3 separate regions of the Sus scrofa genome follow, and regions 2 and 3 are each linked to region 1. Evidence: chromatin contacts called from public HiChIP or PLAC-seq data. All regions are on one chromosome and are shown on one strand. The core of a region is the stretch at or near the end of the contact, and the rest is flanking DNA. Distances in the headings are between cores, read along the strand shown. Region 1 overlaps ATP10A (probable phospholipid-transporting ATPase VA). Region 2 overlaps ATP10A (probable phospholipid-transporting ATPase VA). Region 3 has its middle 30 kb from the start of ATP10A.

Region 1 (2,700 bases), core at 125-2,624:
AGTGGCCTAGTGGTTAAGGATCCAGCATTGTCATTGCTGTGGCTTGGGTCATTGCTGTGACATGGGTTTGATCCTCAGCCCAGGAACTTATGCATGCCACTGCGCAGCCAAATAAAAACAAGTGTAGGAGCACAGGACAGCACTCTCGACACCTTCAGGGAAAAGCAAGCAGAAACTTGGAGTCACTGTCACTCAGTGATAGTGACCATTCTTGGAACAGGGCAGCAAAAGGGCACAAGTCCCAGAGTACCTCCCATGTTTCAAATACACAAAAAGTGCAGATACTCAACTCTGGAGTGACTAAAACCATGGCTCCAGGATATCTCTCTCCCGTGATTTCTCTGTTCTTTATTGCACTGGGCCCAACATGGGTGATGAGTCAATATTTGTCCAACTGAAATTCTGTGAAGCAATAACCTCTGCAGCTTTTCTAAGAATGTTCTATTCAAAGTGAGATATGTACGCAGTGATGTTCTCTGGATTATTAACTGCTGGATGCCCAAGAATAAGTCATATCTACACTTCAACTCACTGAAAGAAATAAGCTAAAGTTCTGATGGGTCCTTACTTTCTCTTTTGTGATTCTATTTTGAATTTTTTCTTTTTTTTTTTGGCCGTGCCCAGAGCATGTGGAAGTTTCCAGGCCAGGGACTGAACCTGCGACACAGCAGCGACCTGAGTCACAGCAGTGACGATGCTAGATCTTTAACCCACTGAGCCACCACGGAACTCCTGTTTTTTTCTTTTCTTTTTAACCAGCAGAGGCTTTACCTCCATTTTCCTAAATGAATGCCACACACCTGTGATTCAGTGGCTGAGCCAGGCACTGACCAGGCACTAAAAATGTGATTTATCATTTGTCTCACAGCAGCCTACTGGGTACACTGTCCTCATGTCACCACAGAGGGTGGATGGTAGAGGAGCAGAGTTAGCGTTGAGGGTGCAGAGGTAGCCTGCAGACTCCTTGGCTCCTGACTCCAACATTTGTTAGAGAGACCTAAAAGCCATTCCAGACACAGGAGGGAAAGGTGGTCCTGGGACAGCCTCCCTGAGGAGGGGCCACCCATGGGAAAGCTGCCTGTCTTAACATGATCATTCCCCTTAACAGTTACCACAGCCCTCTGGAGTGCAGGGCCACCTCCATGGTAACACTGCTAAGGCCATCCCACCCCAGACCCAAGCTCTACAGAGGCCTCAGCTGTCCTGATGAGGAGTGATAGGGCAGCCATCCCCACAGCAGCAAAGAGGGACTGACCCAGACCTTTTGTAGAAAATATGGTAATTGTTACTGATTGGTGAGGATGCTTTATTTCAGAGCCATCTCTCACCTAGGTTGTTCAATGCTGGATATCCGGGGACCCTGGGGAGCCTCCCGTTTCCTAGGCTACCCACAGTCTCTCCCGGCCCTCACCAGCAGGTGGCGTTGCCAAGTCCCTGAACCTCACGGGAGACGACCTGAATCGGAGGTGGGCAAGGATGCTGCCCTGGGGGGAAACAGGTGACCACTGGAGAGGGGTAGAGAAGGAAGGAAAAACCATCATTAGATGCACAACCCTTAAGGGAAGGATGCAAAATTTAGTAACTATTTATACCTTAGGATGAATTTTAAAAAAATTAGATGCTTGTCTTAAAACAAAGTTCAGCAGACAAGAAGCAATGGGAGTTCTGATCACCACTGAGCCTCTGGGTCCTGCAGCATTACAGGGCCTTGGACTCCAGGCAGCTCACAGCGATCAGAGGCACCTGCAAAGGGCCTGGGATAGTGTTTCATGTGCAGGGCTCCGCTGTGGCCATGGCTGCCTGCGACAGTAGTCTACTGCCTCCCAGGAAGCAGTAAGAAGCTTCATCTTAAACCACCATTACACTATTATTGACTTTCTAATATCTATATCAGTTGCTAGTGTATTTTGTGGTTTTCAAATCTAAGCTTTATATTTGGAACAGGCTGCTTTATTGCACTGTGTGATTTTATAAATAGAAAAAAGAGCAAGGAAGCTCTTGGCATAGCATGGAAAAGGCAGGAAATTCAGGAGGCTTCGAGAGGAAGCAGCTGCACGAGGTGGGGGCTGTTCATTCACACAAGGCCCCGCCTGGCTGGTGTGGATACTTGCCTATGGCCAGAGTCATGGCTTTGAGCTTGCTCCTGACCAGCTTCACCACCATGCTCTTCTGCAGGGGAGTTGAGCGACAACAAAGGACAGACCGGCACTGCTTAGCGAGGAAGAGGAATTTGTCCTCCAGGTTCTTCTCCAGGGCATAGGCCAGACTCCTCCCATCAATCACAAGGCTGGGGCTGGGGCTGGGGGTGGTGGTCACCAAGGGCGGGCAGACGGGCGAGAAGCTCACGCTCACGCTGCTGGCAGTCTTCTCTGGGGCACTGTGGGGGCTTCTGGACTGCACGTAGTGTAGGCACTGGTCCAGGAGGGCCGCGCATGCCTCCTGAAATGAACATGAGAGGTTGGTGCGGTTCACTCGGCCACATCACAGACTAGGTTATTCCCTATAGCTCATCTGAGGATCCTGGGCTTCAGGCTCTGCCCAGAAGGCCACTCTCCTGAAACTGGGGAGCCAGTGGAAGAGGATAACTTTCAACGTGTAAGAGATCGAGTCAGTTTAGGGTTCCTATGAGACCCACATGACTTCATTATCCTGTGTAGAGGTCAGAACAGAGCACCTTCACTCTGGGAGGCCTGGCCAGAC
Region 2 (2,700 bases), core at 113-2,612, 130 kb after region 1:
CTCCCCTCAAGAGGCCAGGTGTGCACCCATGGAGTTCACACGCTAACAGGAGGGGGCTCCAAAATAACTAAAGGCTCAGACAAGTAGCAGGTGGACTGCGGTGAGTGCCGTCAGGATAAACAGAGCAGGGGGCAGGAAAGGGATCCCCGTGGATATGACACTGGAACTGGATGTGGATAGTACTATGTAGGGCAAGTCAGGGAGTTCAGGGAAGGTTCTGGGATGGGCAGCTGCCAAGGGTCCTGAGCGGGCACAGCCAATGGTGGAGTGTGTGACGGGATGCCTGTGGGGGCACGAACGGGAGGGAGGGAGGGAGGCGGGCCACAGCCAGCCGAGTACAGAGCCCTGGAGGCCCGAGAGGGAGGGCTTTGGGTCTTCCTCCAGGTGGCTGTGGAGGCAGGGAGGCTGCTGAGCAGAAGCCTGTGTGCCTTTAGATCTTAAGGCACTGCTCTGACCTCTGGCAAGAGGGTATATGTGGCATGTGATGGAGCCAGGGGCCATGGAAGGAACTAGACAGAGTAAAGGCTAAGAGGCCAGCTGGGACAGTGGTGCAGTGACAAGTGAGGGAAAATCATCTGGAGCCAGGATCCATCTATGAAGGGAAGGGGTGTAAGGATGGCCCCCCACAGCAGAGGCACATCATGGGCTTATCTGCAGGAGAGACAGTGCCAAAGGTCAGTGCCCCCTTCCTCCATCACCCTGACTCAGCATCTGTCTCCAGAAGCCACACCTCTGCTAGACTGACAGGTTTCGTTCTGTAGGACCCCTCCTCTCACTGTGGGTTGAGGGAGGTCCTTGGTCCTGAACTCTAAGACTATAACTTTAAGGCTGTAATTATTCCACAGCCAGAAAGGCATGACACTACAAGACTACCCTTTTTGGTTTAATTATTAAACCCTTTTTTTTAAAAAAATCAGCTTTAGGGAGTTCCCTAGTGGCATAGTAGTTAAGGATCCAGTGTCGTCACTACTTGGTTTGGGTCACTACTGTGGAACAGGTTCAGTCTCTGGCCTTGGAACTTCCTCATGACAAGGCATGGCCAAAAATAAAAATTTGAAAAATTTTAAAAGTAAAAATAAAAATTAGCTTTTGGAAGCCTGTCACTTGATAAGTCCTCCAATACCTAACAGCATATGGAAGTTGACATTTCAAATCTAAGGCATCAATTTCCTCAAATGTACAGATGATACCAAAGAACAACTGGTCAAGCTGACCAGGCTCTCAGAGGAGGTATCCACCCTCCCTCAGTTTCATAGCTTCACCATGTTCCAGACTCCCTGCATCCGCCCATCCGCACCACTCAGAGCCAAAACCATACTCAGGGTGCATGACAAATCCACTGAAATGCAGCCAGTCTCCCCACCGCCTACCACCTCCTCCCACAGACAGGCTGCACCCTGGGCCTGACCCAGCACCCTCCACTGTGTCTGGACGTCTGGAACCGCTGCCCACGCCCTTTCTCTCCTCAGGAAGCCCAGCTCATTCCAAAGCCCTGTGCAGCTGGGGCTGCACGGATCCACCCATAGAAGGTACTCATGCTGCAATGACGTGTCATAACTGCAACGAGTTCTGTGTGTTTATGCTCCCTCCAAAAACCACCAGATTTATTCCTGGACACAGTTAATCTCCTTGATAACACTTTCCAGGGGAATGCTGTGGGCGGGCAATTCCTAACAGGGGAGGGAACCACTTTTGGGAGTTCTCTCAAAACACACGTCAGTGGGTAGTGACGTGAAATTAAAGCTGACCCAGCAACATCCTCGAAATACTTGGCAATCAGAGTGTCTTCAAGGATTTTTTTTTTCCCCAAATACCATATGGATTGATGCAGCATGTTTTCTGAGTTTTTATTTATCCGCAAGCTCCAACTGAGAGCATATGACATGCCAGGTGTTGCACCAGGTGTGGGGAGCCAGGGACCATGACCAAGACACTCCCTGCACTTCCAGATGCTCCCTGGGCACCACCTCACTGCCTGCTCAGGTGCTGACCCAGAAGACAAGCATGGTCAGGGATTTCCAAAGAGCCATACAACCCTCCAGCTTAACAACTTATGACACCAAGCAAGACCCTCTGAGGCTCCTGGGCACAAAAACCTTTGTGTCCCCCATTTCTTGTTTGTAGGAAATAGGCCTCAGGTAACCTCCACAACCTTCCTTGAGTTCCAAAGGGTAGGTTCAAACGGCTGCTGATCAGGGAAGGGAGGGCATGCAAAGACAAGGGAAGAACAATCAAAAACAATGGTGCAGCCTTGGGGCAGGATCCTGGTTCCTCCTTCAGGGATACACATAACCATACCTCGGAGCTCTTTTGAAAAACTAAAACCCCCAACAAATGGACAGTGTTATGAAGTCTTCTTCATCCCAGGACCACCAGAACCAGTCCCAGGGTCACTAAACACCTGCTTTGAAGAAGAATGCAAGCTTACATCTAACCTGATCCTTATGTGCGGCCCTATTTCCTACTCCCAAACTATAAAAATCACTTCCAATTGTCTCCTAAAAGTAGGCCTATCTTTAGGACAGGAGCCTTCCTGACAAAGTAATAAAGTGATTTTTTTCCTCCTCCACCCCAAACTCTGTCTCTGCATGTCTATTCAGCACTGGTGGACAGAGGCCTAGTTTAGGCAACACTTAATCTTCAGCACCAAAATGGAATCCTTTATAAATGAGAACCTACAGACCCTCTCAACAGAGACCT
Region 3 (2,700 bases), core at 190-2,689, 190 kb after region 1:
AGAGCTAGTCAGTTTACAAACTGACAGATCAGATGATAATTTATCATGATCATTCACCAGGTAATTTTCAGCACATAAAATGGAAGGTATGAAATATTTTTTGGCCACACCTGCAGCATGTGGAAGTTCTGGGGTCAGGGATCAAACCCATGCCACAGCAGTGTCAATGTTGGATCTTCAACCCACTGAGCCTTCAGGGACCTCTGAAATCTTTGTGACAAAACTTCCATTCACATGTTTTTGGAGGAGGCGGAGCAAAATGGCAGAGAAGTAAGAGGTCGCCTTCACCTTCTCCCACGAACACATCAAAAAAACACATCTACTTGTAAAATGACTTGCACAGAACACATGTTGCTGTTTTTAATCACACATTGACATAGCTTTAAAAGATTTAATTTAATATCAAGTTTTTCTCCAAGCTGACATATATAAGAAAGAACGGGAGTACAATTGATACAAAACCCTATCTCATGCTGCTGATGGGTAATATTCATCCATGAACATGTGGTATAGCCTCAAAAAAGACTCAGGACCATTTGCCTCATTATAAGATGTGCTTCTGATAAATGTATGTTTTTCAGTAACTATTAAGAATATTTGTCAAAAGTTATAATGTAATTATTTGCCTTAAGAAATTTAATGTTAATAATCATTACAATGTAACTTAATCTATAAAAAAATCATTTAACATTTAGAGATATATAACATTATGTTTATAGAAAACTAAAATGTTAAGTTCCTATGCATATTTTTGTTGCAGAAAACTTGATAGTGATCTGCAAAAGTCTTTGAAACATCATAAAATTATTATAACATTATTTTAAAATGATAGAAATGATTATAGTAATATCCTGGGAGGAAAGGGAGTTAAAAAAAGTCACATGAAGGAGAAAAATGAATACTATAAAATTGAGCTGTGAAGGGAGTTCCCTAGTGGCTCAGCAGGTCAAGGTGGTGTTGTCGCTGCTGTGGCATGCGTTCGGTCCCCAGCATGGGAACTTTTGCATATAGTGGGTGCTGCTAATAAATAAATAAATAAATAAATAAATAAATAAATAAAATAAAACTAAGCTGTTAAGGAGGAACTTGTTGATGCATTTTTAAAATGAATGATAGTGGGTATCACATTTTGGGGCTATTTAGACTGTTGGACACATTTAAAAGAATATGCACATTTTGTAATGTCAACACACGTCACACTCTTGAAAGTTAGATCTTTGAAACTATTTCAATGTGTGATTAAAAATGGTAAATGTCAGCTTTAAATATGCAAAGTGACACATTCTTTTAGAGAGTGAGTCCAAAAACTTGTAGATCCCTCAGGGGTGGAGAGAACCAGGATGGGCAAAGTGCCTTTCTGAGGTCATAAAAAGATGCCACTGGAAAGAGTGATTAGAGAGCTATGTGTGGGGGAAGTGGTCTGTGGCAATCCACTCCTGGGAGCTATTAAAATCCCTAGACTATATAAATGAACAAGGAAGTACTCTCTAAGCCTCAAGACAGTAAAAGTAATCACCAGAATAATCACAGGATCTGACCCTAAAAGGAACTTAAGCAACTGAATGTCAAATGACATTCCAACTAAACTTAAACATCAATAGTTACAATAATGACTTTCAAACTTTTTCTCATAAACTCCTCAAAGTACATTGAAGAACTACACACATATTTACACAAATTGCTCTTGACATGTTTTACCCAGTTTAAATATTTGAAAAGAATGCAATTTCTGGTATATTGCAAATATTAACATTTAAATATGCATATATATGTATTTTATGTGTGTATGTTAGAATGCATGTATGCAATGAAATCTAAATCCTCTAGTAAAATGAAATACACCATCATCCTTAAAAAAATATAGAAGCAGAATTCGTGTCATGACTCAGCAGAAACAAATCTGACCAGTATCCATGAGGACCCAGGTTTGATCTCTGGCCTTGCTCAGTGGGTTAAGGATCTGGCATTGCTGTGGCTGTGGTACAGGCTGGTGGCTTCAGATCTGATTCCATCCCTAGCCTGGGAATGTCCGTATGCTGCAGGTGCAGCCCTAAAAAAAAGACACACAGGAGTTCCCATCGTGGCACAGTGGTTAACGAATCCGACTAGGAACGAGGTTGCAGGTTCGATCCCTGCCCTTGCTCAGTGGGTTAATGATCTGGCGTTGCCGTGAGCTGTGATGTGGGTCGCAGACGCAGCTCGGATCCTGCGTTGCTGTGGCTCTGGCGTAGGCTGGCGGCTACGGATGCAATTGGACCCCTAGCCTGGGAAACTCCATATGCTGCGGGAGCAGCCCAAGAAATGGCAAAAAGACAGAAAAAAAAAAAAAAAAGACACACACACACACAAAATATATATAGAAGGACAAAACCTTTGACAGCCGGAAATTGTAAGTTTTTTTCTTTTGTTTATTTCTTTTCCACTTTCTCCCACAATTTTATCCTAATATTCTTTGATTATTCTATCATGCTCTCTGTCATAGAACATGGATATAAATGGATCAAAACACAAATGCACTAAAACTGTTATTAAGTAATTATGAAATTTGTACTGGAAACACACCACAATGAAATAAATGAGGATATGTTCCAGTTTAGTACATGTCCCCACGGTTGACCATTACTTGATGCTAGACTGTGGTAAAGTTCAGCTTTGACTCTATTCCTATTTTAGATTTTTATAGCTGTAGCATTGGAAAGT

What was found. HiChIP or PLAC-seq counts read pairs in DNA pulled down with a chosen protein or histone mark.
Region 2: a contact with region 1 is called in an H3K27ac HiChIP or PLAC-seq map of alveolar macrophages. The contact joins two enhancer-like sites. A contact is called at or near these places in 2 of 2 datasets of contacts at active chromatin or transcription factors (alveolar macrophages and skeletal muscle).
Region 3: a contact with region 1 is called in an H3K27ac HiChIP or PLAC-seq map of alveolar macrophages. The contact joins two enhancer-like sites. A contact is called at or near these places in 3 of 47 Hi-C or Micro-C datasets (embryonic fibroblasts and subcutaneous adipose tissue) and 2 of 2 datasets of contacts at active chromatin or transcription factors (alveolar macrophages and skeletal muscle).

What each region holds. Positions count from the first base shown.
Region 1 is chr1:141,649,830-141,652,529 of Sscrofa11.1, reverse strand. ATP10A (probable phospholipid-transporting ATPase VA) reads right to left here. Exons shown (of 23, transcript XM_021098662.1): 15 at 2,112-2,439. Among named protein-coding and RNA genes, the nearest start is that of ATP10A, 160 kb to the right of the region's middle. Within about 2 kb of position 1,374, at least 3 of the 83 cell types and tissues checked have an H3K27ac peak or open chromatin away from gene starts, as enhancers often do. A contact at or near this core is called in alveolar macrophages, where this site is marked.
Region 2 is chr1:141,517,668-141,520,367 of Sscrofa11.1, reverse strand. All of the region lies in intron 1 of ATP10A (probable phospholipid-transporting ATPase VA), which reads right to left. Among named protein-coding and RNA genes, the nearest start is that of ATP10A, 25 kb to the right of the region's middle. Within about 2 kb of position 1,362, at least 22 of the 83 cell types and tissues checked have an H3K27ac peak or open chromatin away from gene starts, as enhancers often do. A contact at or near this core is called in alveolar macrophages, where this site is marked.
Region 3 is chr1:141,461,715-141,464,414 of Sscrofa11.1, reverse strand. No RefSeq gene overlaps it. Among named protein-coding and RNA genes, the nearest start is that of ATP10A, 30 kb to the left of the region's middle. Within about 2 kb of position 1,439, at least 1 of the 83 cell types and tissues checked has an H3K27ac peak or open chromatin away from gene starts, as enhancers often do. A contact at or near this core is called in alveolar macrophages, where this site is marked.